Regions from separate parts of the Mus musculus genome. Here region 2 is linked to region 1. A link is a contact called in public ChIA-PET data. All regions are on one chromosome and are shown on one strand. Each heading gives the region's core, a stretch centred on a gene start, on an enhancer-like site or on the middle of the called end of the contact. The rest is flanking DNA. Distances are from core to core; before and after follow the strand shown. Region 1 has its middle 4.1 kb from the start of Gm29873. Region 2 overlaps Gm29933 (a long non-coding RNA gene).

Region 1 (5,359 bases), core at 1,096-3,595:
TAGAGATCATAAGGGATTTTGGTCCCACTGCCAGGAAGGGCTCCCTACTTCATGGACCCGTTGGCCCAGGTTGGCCAGACTTCCTGACAATGAAAGTCTAGCTGCTATCTCCCCCAGTGGGAAGGCTTTTCTGATAAACGCAACCCTGCCTGGGTCCCCTTAGCCTCCAACACTCTGACATGAAACACCTCTGAACTTTCATGAAGCAGCTCTTTAGGGGACAGTCACAAGAACGTGCTGTCCCTAGAGGCAGCACTGACATATTTTCTTGTGCCTCTCTCAGTGTCTGCCCCACACAGCTCTCCCTGTTCACTGGGATGCCCAGTTCATGCTCACAGACTATACAAGCAGTCTCAAAAGGGGGCACCAAGCAGAACTGGCTCCCGATGCGGCAGGAAAGCACTGCTGCATGAGACCGTGGGGCGGCTGACGCAGAGGGAGTGGTGGGGACAGTTCCAAGAGTGTGAAACTGTGGTGTGGCCAGGGTGGAGGCTGGAGATGAGGACTACAGATATATTTGGTGCAGTCAACAAGTCCTGCATGCCACTGGTGCACGTGGGAGAGAGGCTGCCTAACTGAACAGTCCCTAAGGCGTCAGACAGAGAGACAGGGTACATTCAAAAGGAACTCAGGTTATTACAAATACTGCCAGAGGGGCTGAGAGATGGCTTCCAGTTGAAAGCTCTTGCTGCTCTTCTGGGGAACTCTGGTTCCATTCCCCGTGCCCACGTGTTGGATAAGAACCCTCTGTAACTCCAGTCCTAGGGGATCCAACACTTTCCTTCTGTCCTCTGTGGGCATACATGCATGCAGTGCGCAAACACAGGCACACACACACAAAACAGCCATACACATAAAATAAATAAATCAATAAAATGTAAAAAGCCACTGTCAGACATAAACACAATGTTAAACATCGATCTAATCCTTCTTAGTGTGACTCAGAGTATAAAGTAGGATACCTTCAAGCCCCGGGCAATCTTTATGACTATCAGCTACTTGGGAGAACATTAGATGTGGGCTGAGTCATTGCCATTTACTAAAAAAAGAAGTGGGGGAGGAGGAGGAGGAGGAGGAGGAGGAGGAGGAGGAGGAGGAGGAGGAGAAGGAAAAACCTCTTTGCTACCAACCTGTTTAGTTGTTATTGTTTTGGTTTTTAAGAAAACTGTATGCAGAAAGAGAAGAACGCAAGCACACACACAGAGACACACATACTACAAAACTCTAAATACCCAGTCATCTTTTCTTTGTGGTTGTTTGGACTTTGAATAAAAGTTTCTTTATTAAGCACCTGGGTGCAGAGAAGAGAGACAGGCGTGGAAGAGTGGGGACCAGGTGTGGCAGGGTGAGGACCAGGTGTGGAAGGATGAGGACCAGGTGTGGAAGGATGAGGACCAGGTGTGGAAGGTTGAGGATGAAGTGTGGAAGAGTGGGGACCAGGTGTGGCAGGGTAGGGACCAGGTGTGGAAGGGTGGGGACCAGGTGTGGAAGGGTGGGGACCAGGTGTGGAAAAGTGGGGACCAGTGTGGCAGGGTGGGGACCAGGTGGGGAAGGGTAAGGACCCCATGCAGATGGGGATGGAGGACAGACTGCAGTAGAAAATGACCAGCATGCCAGGATGGGGCTGGGATAGGACAATATGGAAGCAGATGTATGCAGAGGGAACATGGTGTTCACGGAGCTAGGTCACTAAAAAATGGTGGCAGGATCTAGGTGTGTAGCTTGGTGCAGGACCTTGAGCTCAAGGCCGTAGGTAGGCTCAATTCCCCAGCACTAGAGAATAAAAGGAGGAGGTGGGGTGGAGGGGTCCTGGAGGCAATTGCTCTGCTAAGTCCTCAAGGGTACCGCTCTCATAATGAAGATCAGGAGAGTGGACAAAGACATCCTGGTGACTGTCCCAAGGATGCATATGCCCATGAGGTTCAACGTGTTCCTTGGTCTTTTACTTCGCTGCACATACAGTCTTGCCAACAACAAGTTTGCACTTTGGTACCCTACGAGGTTTCCAAAGCTTTGCCTCATAGCCATGTACAAAAGCTCTGTCCCAGGCTGGAGAGATGGCTCAGTGGTTAAGAGGGCCTGAGTTCAAATCACAGCAACCACATGGTGGCTCACAACCACCATCTGTAATGGGATCTGATGCTCTCTTCTGGTGTCTGAAGACAGCTACAGAGTATTCACATATATAAAATAAATAAGTCTAAAAAAAATAAAAAAGCTCTGTCCAGACACTGTCAGCGTGCCAGCACCCCACACTCAGCCCAGACCCCATTAGACAGACAAGGCAAGATAAATGGAAACCTCAGGTTAAAAATACCCGGCTTGTTGTAAAGAGAAATAGGCACAGGGAGGAAGGAAGTGTGGGGAGGCAGTCTAGAGCAAAAGCCCCAAAGAAGAAGGTGGTATTAAAGGCTGAGAGTGAAGCGGGTAGAGATTCTGAGGCATGCTCTTTGGATATCCTTAGTGGGCAGGCCATTCAGGCAGGTCCTCGCAGAGAAATGGTTTGTGTTCACTGAGACCAGGATTCGAATCCCCATGAAAAGTCTCGACCCAGGTTTGAGACCGACAAGCAGACACCTTCAGGTTGGTGGGACTCAGAGGCTTGGAGGAAACCTCGTCACGCTTGTCTCTGGGAAGAGTCACTGAACCAGCAGACCTTTCACCTTGGAGAGGTTGGGAAGGGTGTTTAGCTGGCCTGGAACCTCACCCACTCTTTGGGAGAAGGAAGAACAGTGAATCAGAGAGCTTAGTGCCACAGCTCTGTGCCGCAGAGATGTGGATCGAGGCTCTGAGTGCAGGAGTCCTGGCTCTTCCCATCCTAGCTGCAGTGACCTGCCTGGGTCTGTTTCCTTATATGTGGAAAGCAGATGGCTGTAGGTGGTGGCCTGGTAGCATCTCGGAGCGGATTGAGTAAGCCAATCAAAGTTACTGGTCCCTACAAGTTGCTTCTTAAAGCTGTCTATGGAAGGTGTGATGGTGATGTACAAGGGAGAGATGCTCTTAACCAACGCCCATGGGTGGCCTTTCACAGGAAACCTGCTCTCCACCTGGCCAGGAGGGAGCAACAAAGAAGATGATGTCTTAGTCAGGGTTTCTATTCCTGCACAAACATCATGACCAAGAAGCAAGTTGGGGAGGAAAGGGTTTATTCAGCTTACACTTCCATATTACTGTTCATCATCAAAGGAAGTCAGGACTGGAACTCAAGCAGGTCAGGAAGCAGGAGCTGATGCAGAGGCCATGGAGGGATGTTCTTTACTGGCTTGCTTCCCCTGGCTTGCTCAGCCTGCTCTCTTATAGAACCCAAGACTACCAGCCCAGAGATGGCACCACCCACAAGGGGACCTCCCCGCTTGATCACTAATTGAGAAAATGCCTTACAGTTGGATCTCATGGAGGCATTTCCCCAACTGAAGCTCCTTTCTCTGTGATAACTCCAGCTGTGTCAAGTTGATACAAAATTAGCCAGTATAGATGACCTGTGATACAGCACAGCCCCAAGTGTTCAGAAACTAATGCCCAGTGGCAGATACAGACATCTACGCAGTCATCTTTTAGTGAGAGGAGAGTATGTTTGTGCCAACCTCCAGCTAAACCCTTTGTCCATAGTGTGGGTAGGGGAGCCAGGCTAGCTGGAGGGAGTCCTGGCAAGAAGGAAGCGGAGGGAACACAGCTAAGTAAAAGGGAGTGTACACACCAGATGACGTCTCTGGAGCGGCAGGAGCAAGAGGGAGAGTCAACAGGAACAGGCTCAGGGCACTTTGTTAGGAGTTTGCTTCTGTGGATCGCAGCATTTGGGAGACTGAGGCAGGAGGATCATGATTTCTGGAGCAGCCTGAGCACCATACCAAGACTCTATCCTTAAAAAAAAAAAAAAAATCAAATATAACCACACATGGTGGAATATACCTTTAATGTCAACACTTGGGAGGTAGAGGCAGATGGATGTCTGTGAGTTTGAGGCCAGCCTGCTCTACAGAACCAGTTCCAGGAAAACCAGGACTACACAGAGAAACCCTGTCTCGAAAGACAAAATAAAACAACAACAAGTTTGCACTTTAGCAGCTAGGAGGTAGCTCAAAGACAGAGTCCCCTCCCTTAACACACTAACAAGCTTGAGGTCTGACAAAGACAACAGCACCTTATAGTTCAGGCATGAGGTGAAAGGAAGGGATCTGCGTGCTGAACAGATTTCATTGGTAGAGCTGCGGAGCGTAATTGAGAGGGGGAAAGGCTTGTGGCAGGGAGGCCAGCAGGTCAAACGGCCCCTGATATGGCCAGGCAAGAGACAAAAAGAAAGCTCTTGGCAGGCAGAGTGACTGGAAAGATGACAAGGAGAGAGAAGACATTTCGATGTGTGGTCCCTTGCCTGGACATGTAGTAGTGTCCTTGAGTGGAGTCAGGGGTTTTATAAAGTGAGAGAAAGGGTTACAAAGAATCTTTGTATAGAATAGTACATCTCAGGAGGCTGAGATGACCAGGTGCCCAGGGTAGGTGGGGGGCATGCCAAGGGCGGAAGTGATAGATGTAACAGCAGAAGTCAGGTGAGCTGGCAGACTGCTCCCTTCAGTTGAGCAATAGTTACTTTCGTTCATTTGTTTAAGACAGGGTCTTTCTAAATAGCCCTGGCTGTCTTCAAACTTAATTAATTTATCTGAGACAGGGTCTCTCTCCACATAGCCCTGGCTGTCTTGGAACTCACCATTTAGACAAGGCTGGCCTTGAATTTACAGAGATCTACCTGCCTCTGCTTCTTGAGTACTGGGATTAAAGGCATGCTTCATGTCTCCATGCTCAGCTGCTATTTTTTTTTTTTCTCGAGACAGGGTTTCTCTGTGTAGCCCTAGCTGTCCTAGAACTCACTTTGTAGACCAGACTGGCCTCGAACTCAGAAATCCGCCTGCCTCTGCCTCCCGAGTGCTGGGATTAAAGGCATGCGCCACCACCACCCGGCTCAATAGCCTCTAGTTTTAAAGATTAGTTGTATAACTCATAACCCTACCACTGAGCCCCTACTATGATTTTATTGTATAGTTGGATATTGTCACTGGCTTTGTATGGTAGATAAAGCTTCCTCAGGAAGAGGAGATGGGAGGCATCCGGGGGGGGGGGGGGGTCAACAAGGCTCCCTTGCTCTTTAATTTGTAGTCAGAAAGATGATAAAGCACCATAGTTTACACTGCATCCTAAATGACATATGCATTATGATTGGGCTTGAGCTAAATCAATTATTTTTACAAAATAGAAAAAACGACTTAAGACGATCTTGCCCAGACATTGCAGATAAAGATCATGGAAATTCAGGAAATGCTCGCACTCAACAAATGGCAAGCTACGCGTGGAGATGCACGCCTGGACT
Region 2 (5,359 bases), core at 1,358-3,857, 110 kb after region 1:
CCTTCCTAGCCCTAAATTTACAATGCTATTGTTGGCAAAATATTGAGGTACGTGAGACAGATCTCTGACAGTATATAGGATAAATGCTCGGAAAGCAAACCTCTCCCCTCAGCTTTGGGGTCGCCACTCCCACTAGGTAATAATTCTTACTGCTTTCTTAAACATCCCTGCAAAACCAAAAATACTCTCTTTTAGAGATTCTGGTTTTTAAGCTTTAAAAATTACATTTAGGGCTGGTGAGATGGCTCAGTGGGTAAGAGCACCCGACTGCTCTTCCGAAGGTCCGGAGTTCAAATCCCAGCAACCACATGGTGGCTCACAACCATCCGTAACAAGATCTGACTCCCTCTTCTGGTGTGTCTGAAGACAGCTACAGTGTACTTACATATAATAAATAAATAAATCTTTTTTAAAAATTACATTTATTTCGTGTGTGTGTGTGTGTGTGTGTGTGTGTGTGTGTGTGTACACATATGCCACAGCATACGTGTGTGGATCAGATGACAGTTTCTGGAGTCTGGCCTCTCCTATCCTGTGGGTCCTACGGATCTCAGGCTTGGAAGCAGGCACATTTATCTCCTGGGCCACCTCACTGGCCCTCTTTTAGAGCAATATATATCAAGATTTGGTTCACAGAGCACCAACGTCAGAACCATCTGCACCGCAATCGGGGAGAGACTACTCTGAAGGATTTGCCAGCTGTGTTTTTCTGCAGTAGGGGAGAGAGGGGGAGATTTCTGGAGGTTCCCATTTCTACATAAGAAGACTGAAACCAAGCCTGCGCAAACTCCTGTTTGTTCTAGAACCCAAGTTACAGGCACTCTGAACCTGACCAGTGTGGTTGTTTGAATAAAAATGGCTACCATAGACTCCCAGGGGCTGGTGTTATCGGAGGTGGGGCCTTGTTGTGTCACAAGGAGTGGGCCTTGATGTTTCAGAAGCTCAAGCCAGGCCCATTGTTCCTCTCCTCCCACTGCTTTCTAATATGGATGTAGACCTCTGAGCTACCTCTCCAGCACCATGTCTTCCTTCATGCCACTATGCTTCCCAACACAGTGATAATGGACTAAACCTCTCAACTGTAAACCAGCCCCAAGTAAATGTCTTCCTTTGTAAGTATTGCCATGGCGTCTCTTCATAGCAATTAAAACCCTAAGACAACCAGTGTTGTACAGACCCCATGTGTGTGCCTGTGTGTGGGTCCTTATTAACAAACCCCTCTTCCAAATGGAGTTGACCTGGTAACACACTTGTGAAATAAAGCATGCAGAGTCCCCTCTGTTGCAGTGACCAGGGTGGACAAGGATCCTTACAGCAACTCCCTTCCCCTACTCTTTGTCAAGAAGAAGTTTAAAAGTAGTTCCTCCTGTTACAGGATGTTTGAACCTGTTTCTAGTTAGGGTGTGGCTCAGACTTTAGCATACACCATTAATCCCTCTGGCTGTAAAATACAGACATGCCCTTAGTAGATACCTATAATCCCAAATAATGAAGGTAAAGTTAGTTTGTAAAGGGAAGCAACCATGTTTGAAAGTGATGTCTAATTGAGTGGCAGACAAAGAGATGAATCAGAGAAAGATTTGACATGTCCAACTCTCACAAGGAAAGGGAAGCTACTTAAGAGAGAGACAGCACAGGAGAAGAGAGTATAGCCCAGGAATACAGTAGCGCTTGTGGAGACAGCACAGTGGAGTTGAGAGGGAGAGTAGAGCAGCAGAGAGGGAGGCAGAGACAGATTTACCAGGAGAGTTTTACAGAGACAGATTGAAGAGAGAACAAGTTAGACACAGGTGAAGACAGACAAGCAAGAGAATGGGAAGGAGCCAGTAGATTAGAAAAAAAAAAGATTGCTAGAGTTAGTTCGAAGCCAAGCAGAGCAATTCAGAGGCAAAGAGAAGTGCCAGATTGAGTCAGCTTGGAGAGGAGTTTGAGCCAGAAGAGCTGAGTTGAACCAGCCAGCTAGAATCAAGAAAGAACAAGAAGGGCGAGCTTACTCAACAGCAATTCTCAGAGGCCGAGAGCATTTTTTTTTTTGCCTAGGTAAACTTGTACAGAGCTCGAAGCTTCCAGGCCTAGGCCTAGGTTAGCAGACGAGGCAGTCAGCTCAGAGGTGACAAATGATCCAGGAGAATAAGGGCTCCATATGCAGCCTCCCTTCCTGTTTTCAGTTTAGCTGGAGAGAGAAGAGCTACAAAGAAGGGACCAATGGCCTTTGGCAGGTATGAGAACATGGTCAAAGAGAGACAGAAGTTCTCTCCATATGCTCCGACAGGAGAGAAGAGAAGCTGGGCAAAATGAGGAGCAGAGAAGATATGCCTCAGCCCCTTTGGGCCACAGATTGGAGTCTGAGCCCTAGCCCCCAGCTCAACACGTGCAACTGGTTTGAGAGGCAAGAGCCAGAGTTCACAATGATCTCACACCCAAACTTTCTGTCCATCATCCATCAACTCTGCTTTCCTCTAAGTGACAACTCCATCCATCCAGTGTCCCCATGGCTCCCTGCAATCCAGGCTGGGTTCCCATGGCTCTCGAACACCCCTGGGGTTCCTGCCTGAGTCCTTGCACTTCCCTTTGCAGAAAGCCACTTCCCTTCACGTCTGCAAGGTTGCACCCACTTCCCGCCCTGTGCTCAGCATCCTGTCAGGGTAGGTTCCTCTACTTCCGGATAGGTAAAGGTCACCTGTGCCTTTGGTTGCTTCATGTTTCCCACAGTATCTGTGATCGTATGGTATCTGCACACTCCCCAAGCACTTCCCTTTGGAAAGGAGCTCCCTGGTGTCCAGGATAGAACCAGATACAGGTGGTTCACCCTGGGCATCAGCTCATGAATAACATGAGTGACTCCCCTTAACAGCCCTCAGAGACTCCTCCAGAGCACTCACAGGGTCCAGGAGCTTGGTCTCATGGACCTTGGCATTCCTGCTGTCTGTTACTGGGCTGCAGGCAGTTAGAAAGGCACAAGGGTAAATCTCACAGGACAGTGTCAGGTGCCAGGTTGAAACAGTGCCTCATCTCACCATGGGGCTGATAGGGAACCTAGTGGGAGGGGGAAGGAAGGCCTCCTGCAGAAAGGGAGTGTCACAGGGCTCCAGAGGAGCAGGTAGAGAGAGGGTGTGGTCTCTGCCCTCAGCTGCCAACTCACAGCAGATACCAAGCTGGGGGATTAGAGGACAGCAACAGCTGTCAGAACCCAATGTCCGCAAAGCTTCAGACCTGCTGTCCCCTCCCTCCCATTTCCGGGCTCTGTGCCCTTAACCTGCCCTTGGTTCCCCAGATGAGTCATCAAGTTCCAGCCCCTAGGGTTCCTTGCAGCACATCCCTAGGGGAAGTTGAGAGGCTCATGCACGCCATTAAGAAATAGGCACAGGAGGGCAGGAGGCTCTAAAGCCATCCGCAGCCTGGGTGAGGGTTACCCAGGGCCCAGTCCTTGCCTGTTGAAGCCTCCAGTCTAGGAGACAACCAAAGCTCAGCTGAAACCCAGCAGCTCAGCTAACAGGCAGTTTGAAAGCAAAGACAAAACAAAACAACAGCAAACAAACAAACAAAAACCTCCACAAAACAAACAACAAAACAAACCAACCCTCAAAAAGAATGAAAACAGGTGTGTACTCTGCTTGAAACTACCTCTTTGATGAAAACCAAATATCTCCAAAAAATAACAAGGGAAGAGGGAGGCAAGATGGTGTAGCGGGTGAAGGTGCTTGCTGCCAAACCTTGACAAAGTGAGTTCAATTCCCTGGGACCCACACAGTAGAAGAAGTGAACCAGCTCCCTCTAGAAACGGTGCACCATGGCCTATGTGCGTACACATAGACACATACACACACACTAAACATAAGTGAAATAATAAAAATGTTAAGAAGGATACACAAAGGCATTAATTCTCACTTTAAAGATGCTGTGTGGGAAACTAGGTGAGCTGCACTGGCATCATTGCCCCTTTGAATATTCAACTTCCACGGGTAGGAAGATGGCTCCACAGTTAAGATCACTGACTCCTCTTCCAGAGGACCTGGGTTTGATTCCCAGCACCCATATTGTAGCTCACAACATCTGCAACTCTAGTTTGAGGGGATCTGATGTCCTCTTCTGGTCTCCATAGGCACCAGACACACATGTGGTGTACATGCAGACAATACACCTGCCTTAGTTAGGGTTTTACTCCCTGAACAGACACCATGACCAAGGCAAGTCTTAGAAAAAACATTTCATTTGGGGCTGGCTTACAGGTTCAGAGGTTCAGTCCAGGATCATCAAGGTGGGAGCACGGCAGAGTCCAGGCAGGCATGGTGCAGGCAGAGCTGAGAGTTCTACATGTTCATCTAAAGGCTGTTAGTGGAAGACTCACTTTCAGGCAGCTAGGGTGAGGGTCTTAAGACCATACCTACAGTGACACACCTACTCCAACAGGGCCACACCTCCTAATAGTTCCACTCCCTGGACCAAGCATATACAAACCATCACAACACCCATACTCAGTAAACAGTAAGTCCAAAATATTTTTCTTCCTTATAAGTTGCATTGCGGATAGACCACCTTCAAAGACTCCAGTACCTTGGCTAAGGGTATAGCTCAATTGATACAGTGCTTGCCTGGTAGGTACAAAGCCTTTGGTTCAAGCCCCAGCACTGCATAAGCCAGGTGTAGTGGTCCATTCATTGTAATCCCAGCCAGCACTCTGAGGTACGGGCAGAAGGACTGAGAGTCCAACGTTATCCTTGACTATATTATAAATTTGAAGCTAGCCTGGGCCACAAGAGATCCTGTCTCAAAACAAACAACAAAGTACTTAAATAGTTAAAGCATGCATGACATCAGACTCCCAGAGGATCCTATGAAGACCCACAATTCCCTCAGCTTACAATGGGGAAACAGGCCTGGACTGGGTAAAATGTGCTTTAGACTGTGTTCCAGACTTGAAGCCCTTCGGAACTTGCTACTGTCCTGGTGTGGCCACCTCTCTGAAAGGCTCTAAAGCCATCCGCAGCCTGGATGAGGGTTACCCCGGGCTTAGTCATTGCCTCTGAAGCCTCCAGTCTAGGAAACAATCAAAGCTCAGCTGAAACCTGGCCTTAGTCATTGTTCTATTGCTGTGAAGAGACAGCATGACCATAATGACTCTTATAAAAGAAAGCATTTAACTGGGGGCTGGCTTACAGTTTTAGAGGCTCAGTCCAGTGTCATCATGGTGAGAAGTGTAGTGGCATGCTTGAGCTGGAGCAATGGCTGACACCATCATCCTGATCTGCAAGCAGAGAGACTCTGGTCCTGGCATGGGCTTATGAAACCTCAAAGCCCACCCCCTAGTGACACACTTCCTCCAACAAGACCACACCGCCTAATCCTTCTAATCCTTTCA

The links. ChIA-PET counts read pairs in DNA pulled down with a chosen protein or histone mark.
Region 2: an RNA polymerase II ChIA-PET map of memory CD8 T cells shows a contact between it and region 1, with 17 read pairs. The contact joins two enhancer-like sites. A contact is called at or near these places in 1 of 15 datasets of contacts at CTCF or cohesin (the NIH/3T3 cell line), 8 of 484 Hi-C or Micro-C datasets (B cells, LSK cells, Th2 cells and 5 more), 9 of 115 datasets of contacts at active chromatin or transcription factors (the 230-238 cell line, the HPC-7 cell line, bone marrow-derived macrophages and 3 more) and 4 of 9 other capture datasets (adipose tissue, embryonic stem cells, liver and 1 more).

Annotation. Positions count from the first base shown.
Region 1 is chr11:95,688,711-95,694,069 of GRCm38.p6, forward strand. No RefSeq gene overlaps it. Among named protein-coding and RNA genes, the nearest start is that of Gm29873, 4.1 kb to the left of the region's middle. Within about 2 kb of position 2,346, at least 16 of the 459 cell types and tissues checked have an H3K27ac peak or open chromatin away from gene starts, as enhancers often do. A contact at or near this core is called in memory CD8 T cells, where this site is marked.
Region 2 is chr11:95,802,579-95,807,937 of GRCm38.p6, forward strand. Gm29933 (a long non-coding RNA gene) reads right to left here. Exons shown (of 5, transcript XR_880171.1): 3 at 5,158-5,245. Among named protein-coding and RNA genes, the nearest start is that of Gm29933, 3.3 kb to the right of the region's middle. Within about 2 kb of position 2,608, at least 91 of the 459 cell types and tissues checked have an H3K27ac peak or open chromatin away from gene starts, as enhancers often do. A contact at or near this core is called in memory CD8 T cells, where this site is marked.